2 separate regions of the Hordeum vulgare genome follow, and region 1 is linked to region 2. A link is a contact called in public HiChIP or PLAC-seq data. All regions are on one chromosome and are shown on one strand. The core of a region is the stretch at or near the end of the contact, and the rest is flanking DNA. Distances in the headings are between cores, read along the strand shown. Region 1 holds the start of LOC123447915 (B3 domain-containing protein Os11g0197600-like). Region 2 holds the start of LOC123447911.

Region 1 (5,281 bases), core at 949-3,448, 330 kb before region 2:
TTCTATTCCTAGTGAATAAACAATTAGAAGTTACTCCTCGTTAAGGGATTAAAGAGGCAATGAGAAGAAACCAAGCTTTTCTTAATTATATGCACTCCAACACATCCGATTTGTACTTATGACTTCGGGCATTCTTGAAAAGAAGTACTCCCTCTGTTGACAGATATAAGATGTTTTAACTTTTTTTCTTAATCAGATGTATATAGATACATTTTAGTGTGTTTGTTCACTCATTTCAGTCCGCATGTAGTCCATAATGAAATATCCAGAACATCTAATATTTGTGAACCAAGGGACTATGAGTTAATCTAAAAACTAGTTGTCTCTTTGTTTCTATTTTACTTCCTCTCTTACAAATAAACCTGAGAATGCTTATTAAAAAACCGGGCGTAACGGTTCGGTTCTTACTTTGGGTTTGATTGGTTCAGGTTTTATTGGGCTGAGCTTTTTTTAGTTTGGTTTTGGTTTGGGTATGTGGAGAAACCAGTTTGGGTATAGTTGGTTATGGGTTTAAACAGTTTGGTTATTAGCGGTTATAAACTATGGATCCAAACAGGTTTCTAGGCATTGGTTATGTGCAATAACCAACGACGACCGAGAACGTGTATCTTTGATACGCGTGCATGATGTAATGCAGTATGTAATTATGTATCATGGGGAAACACCACATGAAAATCGGAAGTATTTGCTTGTGCTTTGGCTAAGCAATTTGGTTTTAATACACTTGTGAGTGAGCTTTTCAGCCGTGGCCATTTTCTTTTTGCCTCTTGCTATATGCTAACTGTATCTCAAGGATAACTTTGTTCCCAAACTGTCGTAGATGCACTTATGCCTTTTCTATCTCATTTGCTTCTTAACATGTCAATTTGTGCAATCATATGTACATTGAAGCAAAGCCATAGTTATGTACTGGGTTTAAACCCACGGTTATGTATTGGGTTTAAATTGGTTTGGGTGGAAAAAATAGTGGGTTCAGTTTTGGTTGGGCTGAAAATGACATTAAATGGGTATGGCTCAAGTATGGTTTTAAGAGATAAATGTACGGTTATGGTTCAAGTATAAAACCATTCTCAGGTTTACTTACAAATGTGTGGAATCACATATATGTTGATGCTGTAAACGCATGAAGGCAGCAATTATATCAATAGCCAAAATACCACTTATTCACACAAAATGTCAACTATGCATTATCTGTAGAAGCATGGCAAAGCAGAGCAATAACTCTAACCAGCTAAATGAAACACAGAGTAAACTGTTCCATTCTCATCAAGGACAACTGAACTAAGAAAGATTGACAAAAAAAGATACTCCTAATGCTGGAAGCCGAATGGCATCCGTGCTCAAGAATGTACATCCACCGAGGAAATTCCCCTGACACCAGACAGAGTGGATCAATCCAAGGGAACACTTCATCTATTCCCACATCCAAAAGCAGAACCAGCTTGGAATCTTCCAAACAACATTGCACAAGACAAGATTCACAAAACACGATAGGTAAACATCCAGTCCACCTTTAGCATCAGATGCACAATAAAACTATAAAAAGAAAAACCTAGGTCAGATACAACTCTATGTATTTTCTCTTTCTGGAATTTAACCAAATGGGCTCGCTAACAACATCCGACGGATAGCCGATTCCGGTCGATCGAAGAATCAAGCAGTACTACGCCGAGCACTGAATTAATCAAGGATTTCAAGAAGCGCTCACCAATCTATCCCCGTACAGCTGCGGCAGGAACACCCTGGCGAATTGCTGACCGAACTTGCCGCCTTCTCCGCCATTCTCCCCCTCCCTCTCCTTCCCCTTCCCCTTCTCCTTCTCCGCCGCCGCCTCCCTTCTCTCCCGCTCCCGCTCCTCCCGCCACGCGCTCTCCTCCTCCTCCCGCCGCCTCCGGTCCCTCTCCTGCAGCTCCCGACGCCTGCTCCCCACCATGCCCGACAAAAGCATCTGCTTCTCTCACCCAACCCCTCTACTCTCCGCAGAGATGTCGGCGAGCCCGAGGTTTATAAGCTTCAGTTACCAGTGGAGCGCGGAGCGAGCGAGGCTGCCCCGTTCAACCCCGGAATCAGCACTCACTCACGGCGACGGTGGGTCTCACCGCCCCTGATTCTCAGCGTGGGTTTTAGCGACAGATCCCCGACCCCGATTGGTCAAAAGTCATTTCACGGAAAGGGAGCATGCCTCAAGCTAGGGGTGAAAGGGCCGGACCTGATGGGTGATGGCCCTCTTTGGGCAGTGTGCGGCAGAGCGGATGCGTTCGTGCGTCCATGTGCATGAGTGCATAGATGGATTCTTTTTTTTTTCAACTTTTTTTTCTTCCGTGCCTTATTTATGCTGTTGAGGAAGAAATATTCCTCTGTTGACCCCCTCTAATTCGTGCATTCACGCTCCTTTTATTTTGGATTTGGGAGCATTCATGTTCCTTTGTCACCCGAGATCGTGACATTCTCGTTGACCCCCTCTAATGGTGTGTATTTGTTGTAATGAAGTTGGACCTTCTGGTTACATTCTCGTTCAATTGAATTACGTGCAGGCGCTACTGACCCGGCATCCTAGATTTGAGGGGTGGCTATGAATGAGATGGTCTAGGATAATCTTGCATTGTGTACATCAAATCCTACAACAATGGTTGAAACATCTGGTCGACGGTGGCGAGGCGATGCTCGTCAATTGCGTGGAAGAATTTCTCTCGGTTCTATGGTCGTTCACGCGATATTGATTGGCGCCGGTGGAGGGAGTGTGAAGCTTCGGTCACGGTAAGGTCTTGTGCTTCATTTCTTTCCTACGATTTGTGTAGGTGGTGTTCGACGTCGTTGTTAGGTGAAGTGGAGGTGATGGTATGTGTATTGGTCTTCTAGTTTCTTCTCTATCCGACGATGTGTTGGCAGCTTCAGCTTTGTTGGGAAGCTAGCGAGGCAAGGCCTCCTCAGTTTAGTTTGGATAGATCTGTGATGGTTATTCAGAACCATCATCGCTTGCTTCTCTAGTATGGCGATCACATCCTGACTTCGCTATTGAATTACGTCAAGGCGCTACTGACCTGGCATCCTAGAATTGAGTGGTGGCTATGAATGAGATGGTCTAGGATGATCTTGCATTGTGTACATGAAATCCTACAACAATGGTTGAAACATCTTGTCGACGGTGGCGAGGCGATGCTCGTCAATTGCGTGGAAGAATTTCTCTCGGTTCTATGGTCGTTCACGCGATATTGATTGGCGCCGGTGGAGGGAGTGTGAAGCTTCGGTCACGGTAAGGTCTTGTGCTTCATTTCTTTCCTACGATTTGTGTAGGTGGTGTTCGACGTCATTGTTAAGTGAAGTGGAGGTGATGGTCTGTGTATTGGTCTTCTAGTTTCTTCTCTATCCGACGATGTGTTGGCAGCTTCAGCTTTGTTGGGAAGCTAGCGAGGCAAGGCCTCCTCAATTTAGTTTGGATAGATCTGTGATGGTTATTCAGAACCATCATCGCTTGCTTCTCTAGTATGGCGATCACATCCTGACTTCGCTATTGAATTACGTCAAGGCGCTACTGACCTGGCATCCTAGAATTGAGTGGTGGCTATGAATGAGATGGTCTAGGATGATCTTGCATTGTGTACATGAAATCCTACAACAATGGTTGAAACATCTTGTCGACGGTGGCGAGGCGATGCTCGTCAATTGCGTGGAAGAATTTCTCTCGGTTCTATGGTCGTTCACGCGATATTGATTGGCGCCGGTGGAGGGAGTGTGAAGCTTCGGTCACGGTAAGGTCTTGTGCTTCATTTCTTTCCTACGATTTGTGTAGGTGGTGTTCGACGTCGTTGTTAGGTGAAGTGGAGGTGATGGTCTGTGTATTGGTCTTCTAGTTTCTTCTCTATCCGACGATGTGTTGGCAGCTTCAGCTTTGTTGGGAAGCTAGCGAGGCAAGGCCTCCTCAGTTTAGTTTGGATAGATCTGTGATGGTTATTCAGAACCATCATCGCTTGCTTCTCTAGTATGGCGATCACATCCTCACTTCGCTATTGAATTACGTCAAGGCGCTACTGACCTGGCATCCTAGAATTGAGTGGTGGCTATGAATGAGATGGTCTAGGATGATCTTGCATTGTGTACATGAAATCCTACAACAATGGTTGAAACATCTTGTCGACGGTGGCGAGGCGATGCTCGTCAATTGCGTGGAAGAATTTCTCTCGGTTCTATGGTCGTTCACGCGATATTGATTGGCGCCGGTGGAGGGAGTGTGAAGCTTCGGTCACGGTAAGGTCTTGTGCTTCATTTCTTTCCTACGATTTGTGTAGGTGGTGTTCGACGTCATTGTTAAGTGAAGTGGAGGTGATGGTCTGTGTATTGGTCTTCTAGTTTCTTCTCTATCCGACGATGTGTTGGCAGCTTCAGCTTTGTTGGGAAGCTAGCGAGGCAAGGCCTCCTCAATTTAGTTTGGATAGATCTGTGATGGTTATTCAGAACCATCATCGCTTGCTTCTCTAGTATGGCGATCACATCCTGACTTCGCTATTGAATTACGTCAAGGCGCTACTGACCTGGCATCCTAGAATTGAGTGGTGGCTATGAATGAGATGGTCTAGGATGATCTTGCATTGTGTACATGAAATCCTACAACAATGGTTGAAACATCTTGTCGACGGTGGCGAGGCGATGCTCGTCAATAGCGTGGAAGAATTTCTCTCGGTTCTATGGTCGTTCACGCGATATTGATTGGCGCCGGTGGAGGGAGTGTGAAGCTTCGGTCACGGTAAGGTCTTGTGCTTCATTTCTTTCCTACGATTTGTGTAGGTGGTGTTCGACGTCGTTGTTAGGTGAAGTGGAGGTGATGGTCTGTGTATTGGTCTTCTAGTTTCTTCTCTATCCGACGATGTGTTGGCAGCTTCAGCTTTGTTGGGAAGCTAGCGAGGCAAGGCCTCCTCAGTTTAGTTTGGATAGATCTGTGATGTTTATTCAGAACCATCATCGCTTGCTTCTCTAGTATGGCGATCACATCCTCACTTCGCTATTGAATTACGTCAAGGCGCTACTGACCTGGCATCCTAGAATTGAGCGGTGGCTATGAATGAGATGGTCTAGGATGATCTGGCATTGTGTACATGAAATCCTACAACAATGGTTGAAACATCTTGTCGACGGTGGCGAGGCGATGCTCGTCAATTGCGTGGAAGAATTTCTCTCGGTTCTATGGTCGTTCACGCGATATTGATTGGCGCCGGTGGAGGGAGTGTGAAGCTTCGGTCACGGTAAGGTCTTGTGCTTCATTTCTTTCCTATGATTTGTGTAGGTG
Region 2 (4,803 bases), core at 2,137-4,636:
ATAATCTTCATGGAGATCTATCCGATGTAATCTTCTTTTGCGGTGTGTTTGTCGAGATCCGATGAATTGTGGATTTATGATCAGATTATCTATGAATCTTCTTTGAGTTTCTTCTGATCTCTTATATGCATGATTTCATATCCTTGTAATTCTCTTCGAGTTGTGGGTTTTGTTTGACAACTTGATCTATGATTCTTGCAATGGGAGAAGTGCTTGGTTTTGGGTTCATACCGTGCGGTGACCTCACCAAGTGACAGAAGTGGTAGCGAGGCACGCATCGTGTTGTTGCCATCAAGGGTAAAAAGATGGGGTTTATATCTACTGCATGAATTTATCCCTCTACATCATGTCATCTTGCTTAAGGCGTTACTCTGTTCGTCATGAACTCAATACACTAGATGCATGCTGGATAGCGGTCGATGTGTGGAGTAATAGTAGTAGATGCAGACACTATAGGTCTACTTGTCTCGGACGTGATGCCTATATATATGATCATTGCCTTAGATATCGTCATGACTTTGCGCGGTTCTATCAATTGCTCGACAGTAATTCGTTCACCCACCGTAATATTTGCTATCTTGAGAGAAGCCTCTAGTGAACACTATGGCCCCCGGGTCTACTTCACATCATATTTTTAGCCTTACACTTTTACTTTGTTGCACTTTCTGCCTTCAGACCTCACTTTGCAATCAATCTTGAAGGGATTGACAACCCCTTTATAGCGTTGGGTGCAAGCTCGTTTGTGTTTGCGCAAGTACTCTGGACACTTGGCTTGATTCTCCTACTGGATTGATATCTTGGTTCTCAAACTGAGGGAAATACTTACTGCTACTGTGTTGCATCACCCTTTCCTCTTCAAGTGAAAAACCAACGCAAGCTCAAGAGGTAGCAGTCGCTCAATCCCACAATACCGTCAAATAAAAATAAGACAATGGAGGTAAGAAATATGAACATCAACACCCACAACTTCTTTGTGTTCTACTTGTGCATATCATCTATGCATAGACCAAGCTCATGGTGCCACTGTTGGGGAACAAAGCACGGGAAACAAAATTTTACTACGAAACGCCTGATACGTCCCCAACATATCTATTATTTTTATTGTTTCATGGTGATATATTATCATTCTAGTATGCTTTTGGAGTATTTATTTACCATTTTATATTATTTTTGATCACTAACCTATTGACTCAGTGCCCAGTGCCAGTTGTTGTTTTCTGCGTGTTTTTCACTTTGCAGGTTTTCCATACCAAATGAGGTCCAGTTGCCTTGAAACTTTTTGATGATTTTTTCTGGACCAAAAGAAGACCAACGAGCATCGGAAAAAGGCTAGAGGCCTCATAGGTGGCCCATAAGCTAACAGGGCACTGCCTTGGGGGCACTGATAGCTTGTGTCCCCCTCGTGGCCCTCCCGGCTCTGTTCTTCTGCTTATAAATTCTCATCTATCCTAAAAACACGAGAGGGAGTCCCGAAACACTTTTTTACGCCGCCACAAGTCTTTGTTCCGATGGGAGGCCATCTGGAGCTCCATTCCGGCACCTTGCCGGAGGGGGGATCGATCGCGGAGTGCCTCTTCATCAACCTTGATGCCCTCACGATGATGTGTCAGTAGTTCACCACAGACCTACGGGTCCATAGTCAGTACCTAGATGTCAATCTCTCTCTTTGATCTTCAATACAATGATCATCGCATCTTTGCTTTGATCCATATGATGTAATTCTTTTTGTGTGGTGCGTTTGTTGAGATACGATGAATTGTGGTTTTATGTTCAGATTATTCATGATAAATATTTGAGTCACCTCTGAATACTTATATGATTCTTATGTGCATGATTATGACAACTTCGTAATTCTCTCCGATCTACTGAAATACTTTGGCCAACTAGATCGGTATTTCTTCCGTGAGAGAGGTCCGTTGTGGTAGGTTTAACCTAGCGAATTTCTATATCCCATTGACAGAAGGGGACAAGATGCGTCTTTGTGTTGCTGCTACTAAGGATAAAACAATGGGTTTATTCATATTGTTTGAGTTTAGTTTGTCTACATCATGTCATCTTACTCTATGCATTACTTCGTTCGCCGTGAACTTAATACGTAGAGAGGCAAGCATAGAAGCGCTCTTGGAGTGAAGTAATAGTAATAGGTGCAGGTAGAAGTCGACCTATTTGTTTATGAACGAGATGCCTATATACACATGATCATTGCCGTGAATATCTCGCTTTTCTATCAATTGCCCAAAAGTAATTTGTTTACCCACAGTATGCTATTTTTCCATGAGAGATGCCATTAGGTAAAGCTATGGCCCCGTATCTATTCACAACATATTGATAGTACCTTCATTACCTTGCTATTATTTACTTGTTTTTATTTTATCTTGCTATCTATAATTATCTACACACCTCACTTGCTTGCAAATGACAAGACAAGAGGATTCACAACCCTCTTGTCCGTGTTGGGTGCAAGTTGTTTGTTCTTTTGTGTGCAACCATTGAAGTCGGTTGTGGTTGATATTTCTATTGGTTGGATAAACCTTGATTTCATAACTGAGGGAAATACTTACCCGTTTTATGCTGCGATAACCCGTTCCTCTTCACTAAAAGCCCAACGCAGATCATGAGTATCAACGCCCAAGATCTATTCTATGGAGATGCTAGCAACAAGAGGGAGATGTGTCTACATACCCTTGTAAACCGAAAGTGTTAACGATCTAGAGACGGTGGTTGGCGTAGTCGCACTCGCTTCGCGACCCCATCTGATCCAAGCACCGCACATGCGGCACCTATGAGTTTTGCAGAGGGTTGGTTCAGTGACGTATCCTCCTTCTTGATCCAGCAAGAGAGGGAGAATATGTAGATGATATCTGAGCCAACACGACGATGTTGGTTGTGGTGGTAAAAGCGGAATTCCGGTAGGGCTTCGCCAAGCGTGTATCGAAGAAACATGGAAGGGCTTGGGAGAGCCAATGGGCAAGGGTGAAGGGGTGGCTGCCTCAGGCGCTGCACATTGCAAGTGTGGTGCCTGTGTGCTAGGGCTGCACAACGGGGGTGGGGCTAGGGCTGTCTTCGGGATGCCACGCTCGCCAAGGTGCCTCCGCTGTCAGTCAGACGCTACATAGTGTAGTGTGGCATCCACTCTAGTGTTTCGTCGCCGGACACCATACAAAAAGATTAATCAAATTTGTTCATTTTGCTTACATGACATTTGACCTTTTGGGAAATAAGGGAGGAAGAACACGTTGTTTGATAAAAATATCCCGCTCTATGCCTAACATGTCGGCTCTCATCTCCGATCTCTCCCCTCTCACCAACCTCGCAGCCTAAGAGAGAGAGAGAGAGGAGAGATAGGTCTTTTTCTCCGGCTTCTCCCAACCCCATCACCGTCACGTGCAACTAACCACTCCCTCCAACCATCCCGATCAAATTACAAAAAAGCCCCTCCGTTTCACTCCGGTCCGCTTCCCCACCCACCGTCCTCCGTCCCGTACATGGTGGTGGTGGCCGAGCACCAGCAGTAGCACCGCCTCTGACTGATGGCGCAGTACAGGCAATCCGGCGGCGGTTTCTTCGACTCCCGCGGTGGCGCGACCCACCACCCGCTCCCGGACTACCACCGGGCCCACCCCTCCAAGCCCTCCCGGATCCGCCGTCCCGGCAAGCCCGCGCGCCGCCGCTCGCCGGCCGTTGCCGCAGCCTCCGCTGCAGTCCTGCTCCTCGCTGGCGTCTTCATCCTCTCGCGCCGCCTCTCTCGCGACCCCGCAGGTTGGTGGTTTCACTCGGATTCTCTGGGGATGGGTTTAGGCGGTCCGCCCCGCTCGGTGTTCTTGTTGCTTCGACAGGAGAGAGAGGAGAGTGGAAATGCCATCTTTGACGCTCTTGGGATCGTCCATGGCATGGTTGGATGTGAATGGACCACTGTCGATCCAAATTCTGTTCGGTTGATCTGGTTATCTGTTAGTTAATGCCATTACATGTCCGTATTGTTTTGCAGAGATCGGCGAAGATTCGGGCGGCGGGGAGGGTTTGCCGGAGTGGAACCGGAGCAAGAACTGGAAGGAGCTCAAGTTCGGCCATGGCGGTGGTGGCAGGAGTGCGCGGGATTCCAGGTACTGGGACCAGGATGATCGACGGCGTGACGAGGACTATTCGGAGGACGAGAAGGAGAAGATCTCGGGTGCTGGTGGAAACACTGGTGATGCTGGTGGCAGCAGTGAGAAAAGCGTGAGCTCTGATCCCGGAATCGAGGAGAAAGGGTTGACCTTGGACACCAGGGGTGGTGCTGACAAGGAGGTTCCAGAGTTGGCTGAAGGGGGAAAAGGAGGCACCTTATACAATGAGGGTGGCAGGAAAGAGCTGGAGCAGTATGAGGCAGCTTCTATGGGTGCCGTGAGCACGGGGATGAGGGAGGTTGATCCAGATGATGAGTATGATGATGGCATCGATGATCCCGATGATTCTCAGATGCATTCATCTGTTGGCAGGAAACTTGGTGATGGTATTCATGAGAGCATAGAGAAGGAAGAGAATGTTGCCTTGGAGAGACACATGAAAGCAGGTGGAAGGATTGGTGATGGTGGTGATGTTGTTAATACGGATCAAAAGAAAGCTTCAGGTACTGGTGATAAGAAACATGGGTCCAAGAAGAAACCAAAGCGTAAAAAGTCTGGTGAGTTGTTCTTCCTTTTCTAATTTGAAAGCTAGATTCGGGCAGTTTCAGTTTAGCATCATGATTTTCCTCCCTAAATTGGTGGAATTTTGATCCCATTTACTCAGGATACCGTTAGATTTTTGCTGTTACTATCCTAA

The links. HiChIP or PLAC-seq counts read pairs in DNA pulled down with a chosen protein or histone mark.
Region 1: a contact with region 2 is called in an H3K4me3 HiChIP or PLAC-seq map of embryo, with 6 times the contacts expected there. The contact joins the promoter of LOC123447915 here to the promoter of LOC123447911 in region 2. A contact is called at or near these places in 1 of 6 Hi-C or Micro-C datasets (seedling) and 1 of 1 datasets of contacts at active chromatin or transcription factors (embryo).

What each region holds. Positions count from the first base shown.
Region 1 is chr4H:70,461,656-70,466,936 of MorexV3_pseudomolecules_assembly, reverse strand. It overlaps LOC123447915 (B3 domain-containing protein Os11g0197600-like), which reads right to left and starts at 2,198. Exons shown (of 5, transcript XM_045124636.1): 1 at 1,709-2,198. The coding sequence starts at 1,948.
Region 2 is chr4H:70,136,176-70,140,978 of MorexV3_pseudomolecules_assembly, reverse strand. It overlaps LOC123447911, which reads left to right and starts at 3,386. Exons shown (of 7, transcript XM_045124632.1): 1 at 3,386-3,759; 2 at 3,989-4,663. The coding sequence starts at 3,531.